Linked DNA regions of Capsicum annuum: region 1 is linked to region 2. A link is a contact called in public Hi-C data. All regions are on one chromosome and are shown on one strand. The core of a region is the stretch at or near the end of the contact, and the rest is flanking DNA. Distances in the headings are between cores, read along the strand shown. Region 1 holds the start of LOC107871036 (peptide methionine sulfoxide reductase B5). Region 2 holds the start of LOC107871034.

What was found. A called contact is a pair of places that touch in the nucleus more often than the background predicts.
Region 1: a Hi-C map of leaf shows a contact between it and region 2, with 2.1 times the contacts expected there. The contact joins the promoter of LOC107871036 here to the promoter of LOC107871034 in region 2. A contact is called at or near these places in 2 of 5 Hi-C or Micro-C datasets (leaf and placenta).

The regions. Positions count from the first base shown.
Region 1 is chr5:189,056,119-189,059,824 of UCD10Xv1.1, reverse strand. It overlaps LOC107871036 (peptide methionine sulfoxide reductase B5), which reads right to left and starts at 1,534. Exons shown (of 3, transcript XM_016717828.2): 1 at 1,158-1,534. The coding sequence starts at 1,405.
Region 2 is chr5:188,779,899-188,783,547 of UCD10Xv1.1, reverse strand. LOC107871034 reads right to left here and starts at 1,291. Exons shown (of 7, transcript XM_016717826.2): 1 at 837-1,291. The coding sequence starts at 963.

The DNA of each region.
Region 1 (3,706 bases), core at 285-2,784, 280 kb before region 2:
ATTCGCAATTTGCTTCTTGCATAGTGGCTGGGAAGCCTGGCTCTTTCGGTTTATAGGTGGCAGCAAAACAATAATATAACATGCATAAATTTTTTATTTTGATAACCTAATATAACATGCATACTTAAATGTTACAAATCATACTTAAATATAACAAACTTAGGTAACCAGCCTTCTATAACTAGGATTTATTATGTCCTTGTGCATAGTTTGTTGCTAAATGCTGAAGTATAGACATTGGCAATCTCCAGAGTATGTAACAGTGTTCACTTCAAGGGTATAAATATGTTAAGCATCACCAGATTTTCTTAAACCTCACGCCAAAGCAGTGAACAAATTCTCCTCAATGCTTGTTCGGAGGGAGTTAAGACCAGTCTGGTAAGCAACATTGAAGTGCAGCATGCACCCCCCCCCCCCCCCCCCCCCGCGCCTCTACCCACACACACTTTAAGGAAAGAGATAGGGACGCAACAATCTCCAGCGAAAGAAAACATTGTATGAAGAATCTTCTGTAATTGATTATGTTACTCCTATTATACACAAGATCCATCTAGTGCTCTTCGGATAAAGATGATCCTCACGACGAGTTTTGATTCCAAAGAAATTTGATTTTTATAATCAAGATTAAAAAACAATTACTTATGGCAAGTGTCATTAAAATGCTGACATTTCCAAGATTTCTTTTCATTTGATCAGAGGAGATTGGGTGAATTCAGGAAGTAACTTTATAAACTTGCATCCTATCCTTCAATAAACTTGGTCAAGTTACAAACTTCCTCACCGACTTTACACAAATATTAGAACCAAGTTTCAAATAGTTCAGGGGAAGTTATAGGAAATACTGAGTGGAGTTAAAAACTCCAGAAGTTCATCAAGGTCTCTAGCAATTTCAAAAAAAAATAAAAAATTCAGCATGCAAATTAGGGAGGTAAATACTTACACGCATTGGGTGTATACATCAAACTAATGTTCTTTAGCATGGTTAAATAATTAAATTAAGTAAAATATATATTAATTAATTATGATTAAGTAACATAAACTCTAAATTCAAATACATGACATGCATGTATTAGCTTATTGTACATAGCAAGCACCTGTAAGTTCTAATAATAAGAATCAGTAAGACCACAAAAACTTGCTAAGAAAAAAGAGCATACTCGGTTCCTTTCTGTCTTAGAATACGGAACTGCTCAGGGGAGAGAATTGCACGCCACTCCTCCTCTGACTTGTGAACGGAGCCTGGTGTAGCCATCGCAATAATCCCACCTCTGAACCTTCTCTTACTTGAACAAACAAAACCTAAATGCCTGAATTGGCCACAATTCCTTTTGGCATGGAATCTCAACAATGAGGTGGAGCTGAAAATCAGAGTAAACGGTGAGATTTTGAGAATCTGAGAACCCATCAAGATTCAAGATAAGGTAGATATATACTCTATTATTTGTTTATAGTGGGCCGCAAAGACCAATTCAAAGTCGCACTCCTCCTACCCATCGAGTTACTCTTCTCTAACTACCACCGCTTATAAGAGTTCGCTCTTTCAATTGACTTATTTTTAAATGTATAAAAATTTTAAGCGTGTAAAATTTTTAAGCATATTTTTAGTTTTGAAGTTGTATGATAAAGAGTTTAAAAATAGAGAAGTATAAATATATTTTCAAACTTTGATAAATAATATATATATGGGTATAAATATCTTTGTCGTTAATGACTGAGTATATATATATATATATGTTTTTCAGAGTGCCATGTATCACAATCTTAACCATTACCAATTTTTATTTATTTTATCGCAAATATACCCGATATCCAATCCATTATTTGACCCGATTTCATAGATATTCAAGAGTTGGATCCATTGCTCAACACAACAAACAGACGCATCCGTTGGGACTGATATTTGCTATTTTTGCAATTTTAATTCGATGATGGAGTCCCGTCCTCCCTCTGTTGTACTTGGCAAATTTGACAAAAGATGTATCGTCTCCCAGGCATGGACAGGGAACCCTTCAGTCCTAGATGCTCTTGTTTTTGTACTTCTAAAGTTACCGAACGTCAAATTTGTAATTGTGACATTGGCCGAAGATGGATACATGATTCTCGAAAGAGTTGAAGCTGGTATGCTTGCATATTTTTGGTACTTTTAATGTATGTCAAGTGTCTTTTAAGCAAATAACTTGTTGTAAAAGACAAATAAGAGGCGCGTCTGTTTGCTGTATTGAGCAACAGACCCGATTCTTGAATATTTCATGAAATTGGGTCAAATAATGGATCGGGTAGTGGGTTATTTGGGCTAAGATAAATTAAAATTGATAAATGATTAAGATTGTGACATGTGACACTCCGTCAGTGAGAAGGGTATATATGTACCCAATCATTGACAACAGGGGTATATTTGTACCCAAAATATGATGGAGGGCATATGTGTATTTATCAAAGTTCGGAACTGTATTTGTACATTTTCCATTAAAAAAAGTCACTTTAAATTACTTTACTTTGACTTAAAAAGTGTAAAAAAGTCAAAAGGTAAAAATTAGTTGCTATCAGTTTTTGACTTTTAGCTTCTACCTTATAAGTCACTTAATAAAATCCCTCCAAGCACCCCCTTAAATTATTTCACTTTTTGAAAAACTAAAATTTTGACTTTTGGGTGTCTTTTGTGAGAACTATATTGTTACATTCTGGGTTTTGGCCCTTAGTATTTTTCCTGAAATTTTGTTCTCCGGTCCCAATATGACTCATAGGTACGAGCCGTATGTTGGAGTACGAGTGGTATGGTCCTATCGTATACTGGCCACTGTTGGTCGATGAGATTGGATGAGTTATTGGAATGGATACGACTTAGGGGATATGAGTCGTATGGTTGGATATGAGTCGTATCTTGCACTCGTATGGGAGACAGTGTTCAATCCTCTTGGTATCCTATTCTGCCAGGGATACAAATAGGAGGTACGAATTGTATGCTGTGGATACACTTGGTTGGATGAGTCGTATACTGGACAGTGTTAGGTGTAAGGGTAGAGGTTAGTACGAGTGGCGGGTACCACTCGTATAGGAAGGGTACGACTCGTAAGGGTCAGCCGTATCCCTATGACGGAGTTTTGTGCAATTTAAGTAAGGGTATTCTGGACATTTCTCTACTTACCCTAATAGGACCCCACAACTTCTAATCTATTTGGGAGAGTATTTACCCTATTATTTTACTATTTAACACTTAGAAACTATTCCTAAACACTTCAGAATTCTCTCAAGAATTTTTTAGGCAAGAAAGCTAGGGTTTCATCTTGAGAACTAATTTGGGGCTTGCTTTGGTGATATCTTTCCATCAATTCTTCAGTAGAAGGCATGTTCTCTTCCCTCATTATTAGTTCAAATTAAAGGCATGGTTTTCATTATTGGTTTTTATGATTTCATCATTGTATGCTTTTGGTTTTCAAATATGATTTGGGGTTTTTTGTTATAAATGGTTGGTTATGGTTTTCCATGATTTTAATTATGCTTTTCTATGCATTAATGATGGTTTTGGATGATTGGATTACATGGAATAGTTATCGGAAATTGGAATTGGTTTTGGATATATACCATGCCCCTAATGTGATTGAGAAAATGAATATAAAAATATGTTCATTGCATTGATCACTTTTAAAAGGAATTCTTGCTAGTTTTAAACTTGGTAAAGGATTTATGCATGGTTTAAATAGTTTGG
Region 2 (3,649 bases), core at 42-2,541:
CAAATGCCATCAAAAAATTACATGGTATATACAAGGTCAAATTACTTTTTATGTGCCTACAGTAGCTATTGAATCCCTTGGATTTTTCTTGTGTTTTCCTTTTTATATTTTGAATCCCCATAGTGAAAATCCAGATTCTTACCACTGCGTCCCACATGTAAATTTTCATTTAGTTCAGTCACCTCCGTAATGCAGAAATGTCACCTATGTTGTTCGGACTCTTCAAAAATGTCAGCAGGTGCATGTAGGATTCTCCAAAAGTAATGTATTTTGGAGAATCCAACATTGGAGTGGCATCGAAAGTGAAGAGTCTACGCAACTTAGAACTTCACTTAGGACTAAAATATTTTGGCTTTAAACAGGAATAGGGGAAAAAAAACCATCCCTTGGGACTCCAACACCCCTCTCACACTCAAGAAGGGATATTTGGGGCTTGGACAATAAGATAGAGGTCCAACATAAAAAACAATGAATTTACATTGGGATGGGCACGACTCTAATACCATAAAAAATAAATGAATCTTGAGCTTAACTCATATCCAAAAGCTAGCTCGAGGTGAAGATTATCAAAACCATATAAAGACAAAATTTCTATCCCGTGAACTATGTGGAACTCCAACAGAGTACAAGTTAGCCCAGACATCACCATTATAAAAAAGAAGTGAAACCATATTTGAAAGACATACAATTCACCAACAAAAACACTTACTCACAATATATTTAAACATCCATTTCACCCCAAAGCATCTTACTTAACACTTAAAAATCACAAACAGAACCACAATAACACACATAAATTGGAACGGATTGAGTAATATGATAATCAAAAAACTCACCATGACTTTCAAGGCAAATTCGACACTGAATTTGGTCAACGTTTCCAGCTTCAAGGTCAACTTTACTGGCTTTAACTATCAAAGGAGGAACTAAAGAAGAAGAAGAAGAATCAAAATAATGAGCCATTTCTTTTTCTTTTCTTTTTTCATCTCCAATTATTATAAAAATAAACTGTAATTTGATAAATTGTGTTCATATTTGTTGGGGAAAATATAGTAGTAATTGAAAGTTCATACGAAGTCAGATAGTTAGCATTTGGTAGTTAGTCCTTGTCCAAATAGAAATTATAAATAAAATTCTATAGGAATGTATTTTCATATTTGAGTTGTACTCCCATTTAATTAGATAGGTAGTATATTACTAAACTAAAATTATTAATGATTCTTTGAAATTTCTATCCATGATACTGAATGTACTAGGTAAGGATAGGCACATTTGAGGTTGTCCAAATGATGCCAGAATACTATATTTGTAATGATTACTTGGTAAATAAAATCTTTATTTACCCACAAAATAAATAAGGAGTAATTTTATTTTATCATACTATGAATATAATAAATTTAGTATTTTAAAAATTATATTAAAATAATGAATAGTATTTAACAACAGAGATAAACATACGCAAAATAATAAATTATCCATTAATTTTTCAAACTACACAAATAATGTTGAACATTTATTTTTAGTATAACTAGTTAAATGCACCAGCCTCGCCCGTATAACCTTTGATTATTTAAAATTAGATGATTTTATTTATTGCAAAAAGTTTTTAGTGAAGTGCAAAAAATTCAAATCACTTTTCAAAAATCCTTCATACGTTAATATAATAATGTAAATATAACATATATTTTATTCTAAGCATATATATATTTTACCACCAAAAGTTTCAAGTGGTTAATAAATCATCACTTTTGCGTTTGTCAAGCAGTACCTCTTTTATTTATTGCTAGAAACTAAGAGAAACGCATCGATTTAAATCATATTTGTATTACAGTTATTTTTTTTATTTTTTCTATATTTAAAATCTTTCCTTATTTTTAAAGTTAAATCTTTAGAAAATCTTTGATTACTTATTTAAAACTTTTAAAAATTTGATATTTTTATATTTTTCTTATTCTAACGTTTTCATATTTATTTCTAGATTTAATTCTTAAACTAATAAAAAATATATTAATTGTCATTAATTCATATGACTTCTAATAAGAAAAGGTTTTACTATAAATATTTAATTAATTTTAATTGTTAAATATTAATAAAATAGTGAAAAAATAATTTTATTTAAAACAAAGACTTTTAGTAAAAGACAAAAGGTTCAAATAATATTTCTAAGGTCCTTCACAAAGACAAAAAGTTCAAACAATATTTTTATAATCCTTCACACTTTATATGATAATGAACATGAAAATGCATTGCATGTTTATTTCAAAATACTTGATATATAATTAATGCGTTGATTCATGCTTGATATAAAATAAATGTCCCAAAATACTTGATACAAAACTAATGTCTCAATTATTAATAAGACTTGTGTATATATATCTTTGATTAATCGTTAAATTATAAAAAGTGATGCATTTGTTACATGATTGTCACATATATTCAATATATATGAGACTAAATACTTAAAGCAATTAAGATGCAAGTTAACCAAAAGAATAAAGACAATAAATAAATTCATGTCCATCACTAAACAATAAATCTAACTCTTTCCTCAAAAGTGTATGATGATGGACAACAATGAAATTCGTCTGTCCATTAGAAGCATATCCTTAACTGAAGCAGTAGTAATAGTGATAAAAAGAAAATAAATTACCAACAAGATCAACCGATGCCTGAGATTCATATATTTACTAAAATAAAAGAAAAACAAAATCATTTAAAACCAATAAAGGTTCTTTTTCACACCGCAAAATCAATCCGACCCGGCATCATATTCTCTTCTCAGCGGCCTATGACCACCATCTAATTCCACGTCTTTCTGTCACAATTTTCTTTCTGATTTTCAGCAGAAGAATTACAACTAAAAATAATGTCTGGTCCAAGCGACGGAAAAACATTTGGGCTTTTCTCTTTGAAAAGTTTACATGCGATTTCTTTCAATAATTACTGACAAAGTCTTTTGTGAATGGCTAGCCAAAAAAGGGAATAAAATTTTCCTTAAATAACACTCCTAGTGATAAAACGTTGCATCCTGCTATAATATCAATTAATTACAAGATACAACAAAATAATATAATAGTTGAATTATCAGAACAATATGGTTAAACCTAATTTTTATATAAAAATTCCTTAAACCTCGACCAAACATTCATCTACTATCTGTATTAAATTAAAAAAACAGAAATAGAATAGAAATTAGGTATACCAAAACGAAGCTATATCGATATAGTACAACTTCAATCTAACCTTTCCATACATATTTCTTAAAGTTTAGTTTTATATGATATTTATGACCAAATCAGGTGGAGTAAAGCTACCTATTCTAACAAGGAGCAAGGTCTTTCTTTAAGCGTATAGATTTTTCTTTAAAATCATGATTTTTATTTTTATTATATATTTTAGAACTCCTTTTTTATGTACACAAGGAAAGACTCCTTTTTTATCTATTTAAGGAAAAAAAATTTAATATTAATTTTTCATGTATTTCTCTCTTACCATGTATTTTTAGAATTTTTAATTTTACCTAGTGCTCCAGCTCCTAAGTTCAGGGATAGTAATAAAGATAGAGCACCAAGCTCTAAGTCTCAGGGCAGTGTTAGTAGTGTGTGCACCTATCTTCTTTGCCAGACTTGTGGAAAGCACCATCAGGGTA